Linked DNA regions of Sus scrofa: region 1 is linked to region 2. The links are chromatin contacts, called in public Hi-C maps. All regions are on one chromosome and are shown on one strand. The core of a region is the stretch at or near the end of the contact, and the rest is flanking DNA. Distances in the headings are between cores, read along the strand shown.

Region 1 (2,700 bases), core at 94-2,593, 110 kb after region 2:
TACATTTGCCTTCTAAATATCTGTGCCCTCCTTTCCTCTGCCTTTGGTTCAGACCCTGTGCATTGTTTGCTAAAACACTACAATAGCTACTAGCTGGTCTCCCTGCCTCCAGACTTTTCTGTCTCAAACCGTAGCTCACCATTGATATGCCAATCATCTATTTCATTCTCAGTGACACTTCCTTTTGCATTCTGGCTAAAGTCTAGGTTCCTCAGCATAGCACACAGTCCCTTCAGGTCTGGTTTTTGCCAGCATTTCCTGCTTCATCTCCTCTCACTTCTGCTGAAACGACACCTGCTTGATGACAGAGACTGCAAGCTAGCAGTCCCTAAGCCAGCCACATCTGATGCAATGAGGTATCACAAGTTTTTATTACTTACTATAATTTGAAAAGTGGGAAATTTACCTTAAGAACTTGTCTTTCTGGCATCTCTTGAAAAACTCAAGAGTTGGCCACACTGGTCCCACATTCTTGCCTGAAGAGTGGTGGCTGCCACTTTAGGGTAGGAGTGACAGTATTTGTTGCTGTTGTCTTTTTAGGGCCACACCTGCAGCATATGAAGTTCCCAGGCTAGGGATCTAATCGGAGCTGTAGCTGCTGGCCTAGCCACAGCCACAGGCACACCAGATCCGAGCGGCATCAGCGACCTACACCACAGGTCACGGCAACGCCGGATCCTTTAACCCAATAAAAGAGGCCAGGAATCGAACCCGAGTCCTCATGGTACCCAGTCGGGTTTGTTACCGCTGAACCACGACAGGAACTCCAGGAATAAGTTTTTAATGGCCCTTGCCCCTCCCATTGACTTTCCTGGCTGCTTCCCTTGATGTATTTATCTCAGTTGTAGCTTTCAATTTACAATGTACGGACAATGAATTGCTCATTTTCTTCTGCACAGAGCAACCTTTCTTCTGTTATGCCTGAAGAGCCTAACTCAGTTCCTATCATTTTCCTCCAGGAGCTTTCCCCTGAACCCAGGTGGACTAAGCGACCCTTTCTGCCTTCCCATTCCACGCCTTACATCCTCTGTCACACTTCATGCCACATTACTTTCCGATGAAATGTTTGTGAAACGCTTGAGTTCCTCACAAGTTTCACGAAGGGAGATTTCTTGAGCATTTATTTTATTCTCCCATCATTTTGTCCACGGTCATGGAGACAGCAGAGACATCTGACTCATCTTAAAGGATGAACATGTCACACAAACCTCGGCTGACTGCCCATCTCTCCGTGGGAACACACTGTCCCAGAGAACTACAACTCCCATCAGGACCTTCAGGATCCCGGACTCGGAAAGAGGAAATACAACATAGGAACTACCACTCCCGTGATGCTCCGCTTCGCACGCCTGCGCAGAGCCTAGGGCCACGTCGCTTTTGCAGTGCCGGGTGTAAGTACTCAGACATGGCTTCTGCAGACTCCCGGCGGATGGGGAATGGCGGCAGTATGGGGGGCGCCTTCCATCCCTACCTGGACTCCTTGCGGCAGGAGCTACAGCAGAGGGACCCGACGCTGCTGTCAGTCGTGGTGGCGCTCGTCGCGGTGCTGCTGACGCTAGGTAAAGAGGGGGCTGGTGGATTAGGTGGGTGCAGGGCAGGCGGGGATCCGATCTTGGACTGGGCTGTGCCGACCGCGGACGCGGTGTGGCGGTGCCACCTGGGGGGCGTCTAGAGAGGAAGACTCACTCGATACAACTCCCTGCTTTTCTGCCTGAAGCAGCGTGAGTAGCGCTACGTTAAAGAGGATTTCCCGCGACCCCAGGAGTCAAGTTTCAGTCCTCGGGCATGGGTTACTAGACCCTGTTTTGCCTAGGCACGCGGTTCTCCCCACTTCCATTGCTCTTGTTGCCAAGACTCAAAGGGTCTTCTCTCCAAGTTTGAGCATCCTGTGTTTGAGCTAGAAGCCAGCGATACAGGGTTAATAAAGCCGGATTGCATTTGAAGAGTATGCAGTCGAGGTAGGGGGTGCAGATACAGAAAAGTTGACAGTTAATAGTCGCAGGCGCTCAGCAGAGTTACTAAAATAATGATTATAATGGTGGTAATAACAGAGTAAACTCCAGGTGAATGAGGTGTTCTGTGGTAGACTTCTCTTAATTTTCCCCAACCCAATCACACACGCGTAATCAAGGCGTAATTTTGGTTCTTTTTTTCTATTCCACAGTGTTCTGGAAGTTCATCCGGAGCAGAAGGAGCAGTCAAAGGGCGGTTCTTCTTGTTGGCCTTTGTGACTCCGGGAAAACATTGCTCTTTGTCAGAGTAAATGCTTTGATTTTCACCTTTCTTAAACTTGATAGGAAAACTTAGGGCATCCCATTATTCCTGTGAGGTTTACTGAGCTGATGCTGACAGCTGGGGAGTTAATTCTTGACTCCTTTGGGAAAATGAAAAGACTCTTGAAAAACTCAAAATAACCTGGGATTTCTCTACCATTTCTTTTCTCTTGCACTTGCCAGATACTGACATTTAGCCCTTATCCCATTTAAGGGTTTTATATACTAACTACTTTCATGCCATGGCTAAGGATGCCAGGACAGCTGAAGAGATTACAGTGTATAATTCATTGTGTAACAAACTCTTTTGAGAATTTGTCAAAGGAACTTTTTAAAAGCGTGATTCTCCTTCCACATATTGGGCCACTTAGGCTTCTTTTCATTAATACTTATTTTAATCTACTTAGTATTTTTAAATATTTGGTTT
Region 2 (2,700 bases), core at 98-2,597:
ACTTTCCATAGTCTTGGTAGGAGCTGAAACGAACAACATTTCATTTCCTTAGCAAACATTCACCCTTTGCACGAGAAGAGGGGGCAGAATAAAGAGTAATGGTGGGCTAAAATGATAAGACTGACAGCGATCTAAGCCACTGCAGTGACAATGCCAGCTCCTTAACCTGATGCAGCACAACAGAACTCCAGCATTCACTATTTACAACAGCCCAAACTTGAAACTTCCATCATTAACAGGAAAGATAAACAGTGGGCCCTGCATACACAATTTGGGGTCATACACAATACCCAAATCCCTGGAAGGGCAACGATGCACAACAACATAGATGCACCTTACAAATACAACCTTAAGTAAAAGAAACCAGATGCAACATTGTACATACTATAAGATTCCATCCCTATAAAGTTAAACAATCAGCAAAATTAGTCTACTGTTGCTGGAAATCAAGATAATGGATATGATGTGGCCAGAGCCACTTCAGTGACAACAGGATATCCTCAATAGGCTGTGCCACAGAGGAACTCCAACCGCCTGTTTCTAGATGTGAATGCTGGTTATAAGGATGTGCCCACTTGGTGATAATTCATAAGTAAGAATAGTCAGAATATGTGAAGTTGTATGTATGCATGTAAGACTCTATCTAAATTTGAAAGACTTCCCCCAGATAGAGGTCACAGATTATAGGAGGATAGGGCTGCAGGGTGCAGGGGCGAGTAGAAGGAGCACTTCCTGGGTTCAGCGCTTCACCACCCGACCTCAAGCTTCAGAAGAGGGTTGCCAGGGACCGCGTCACGGGGAAGGAGTGCTGCAGAGCTTCTGGGAGGGCCCTGGAGAGGGCTACCGAGACGCTTCGGAGTAGTCCTAGGATCCCTGAAGATTGTGTTCACTACATTGTGTATACGCGTGCGCATTCTTTCCTGGGGGACGGGTCCACAGTTTTTACCTCCTGGACCGACCCTCAGTCCCAAGGAGTCTGTGTTCAAAGCATCTAAGAGCTGTTTGTCTACACGACGGTCTGGGGGTCAGGGAACCTGCATTCGAGTAGCTAACCTGGGACCCAGGCAGTCACTCTCGTCTTGGGCCTCAGTTTCTCTCTCTGCGGCGTAAGGCGGTCATTACTTCGGGCTCCGAGGTTGCAGGGGCTCGTACCTCCGGGTTGCGGACCCTTAGCCCGCGAGCGGAGATCCAGCCTCGCAGTCCCCGGCCCGAGGCAGAGGGTGCAGTGGAGGCTCTCGGGCAAGGTGTAGGGGTGTGGCGAGCGCAATCAGCCCGGAAGGGCGAACCTTTTGGAGGAGGCGGATCCGCCCCCTCTCGGGCAAGTAACAGCTGGCAGAGTCCAGGGGAGCCGGGTCGGTGTCGCGCGCCGCTTCACAGAATGAGGCTCGCTTTCTGCGTCTTGCTGTGCGCGGGGTCCCTGGGTGAGTGAGCACTGGGAGCCGGGTGGGGGCTGGCCCTCTAGGGTAGGGACCGGGTGCCAGCCGAGAGTCAGCTCCCGAGCGACACTGCGCTGCCTGGTCTAAGCGGCTTCAAAGCAGCGCGGCGTCTGGTTGACTCCGAACTGCCTCCCACTCGCTGGTAGTGGTACATCCGTGCACCTGACAACTTTCACCCTTGCAGAAACCCTCCAGCACCGGGCAGGGGTTCACAAACCATCACCCGCCAGCCAAGTCCGCCAGCCCCGTCTGATAAACAGCTGAGTTGAGCTACATTTTTCCATGGGTGAAAGAAAATAAAAAGAATAGTTTTGACACGAGAGACTTACATGAAATTCAAATGTCAACATCCATGAATGTAATTTCATTGGAACGCGATCCTGCTCATGCAGGTCAGTATCGTCCATGGCTGCTTCCAGGCTTTAAGGGCAGAGGTGCATAGTTGCCACAGAGAGTGTAGGGCCTACAAAGCTAGTAACTGACTAGCTTTACAGAAAAAGTTCATAACCTCTGGCCTGGAGGGTGTTAATCCTGTTTACAGTGAGGGAAATGGTCAGCAGAGAGAAGGGATTTTTCCCAGGGCTCACAACTAAGAGGGAGAGGGGCACGCGTCAGGTAAGCTTGTCATGTCAGATATCTAGCTAGAAGGATTGTTCCTGCTCTGAACTGTATGATGCCAGCTTCCATTTGTACCACGCACCAGGGAGGAGGAGGAGGAATATAGGGGGGAAACAACCACCCTAGAATGGGATCCACCCACCACTCAGTTCCACGGGACTCTGGGTGGTCCAGTGCCTTCTCTGAACTAATTTCCTTTTCACAACACACAGTTGCTGTGCCCAAGGGCACAGGTGAGTTATCACTGGAAAAAATCCGCACGTAAATATTGGGGTCCCCTTTCTGTGTTGGGGTGGCAGGGCTTATGGCTGGGTAACTGTAAGGAAGGTCATGGTGGAAAGCCACTGTGCTCATGCAGGTGGAGATCCCCTCATTCCTTGATTCTACAGCTGGGTTCTATCCAGCCCTGGTTCAGTCAGGTCTCAGGCTGTCTTAAATCATTTCCAAGGTGGGGTATCTATCGTGCAGGGAGGGATAACCCAGTGCTGCCCACCTAGGGCCACAGAGGGAGCTCTGCCGGGTCTGGGGAAGGCTGGCAAGGACCCTACAGTTGTGGTCTAACTGTGGCTGGCCACAAGAAATCCAGAGGCCTCTGGTCTCTCTGGCATTCTTCCTGGTGAACAGGGCTTGTATTGTTTGTTCCATC

The links. A called contact is a pair of places that touch in the nucleus more often than the background predicts.
Region 1: a contact with region 2 is called in a Hi-C map of liver, with 2.9 times the contacts expected there. The contact joins the promoter of SRPRB here to the promoter of TF in region 2. A contact is called at or near these places in 1 of 5 promoter capture datasets (liver) and 2 of 47 Hi-C or Micro-C datasets (embryonic fibroblasts and liver).

The regions. Positions count from the first base shown.
Region 1 is chr13:74,974,687-74,977,386 of Sscrofa11.1, forward strand. It overlaps SRPRB (signal recognition particle receptor subunit beta), which reads left to right and starts at 1,344. Exons shown (of 7, transcript XM_021069470.1): 1 at 1,344-1,559; 2 at 2,165-2,259. The coding sequence starts at 1,406.
Region 2 is chr13:74,861,226-74,863,925 of Sscrofa11.1, forward strand. It overlaps TF (transferrin), which reads left to right and starts at 1,348. Exons shown (of 17, transcript NM_213847.2): 1 at 1,348-1,421. The coding sequence starts at 1,379.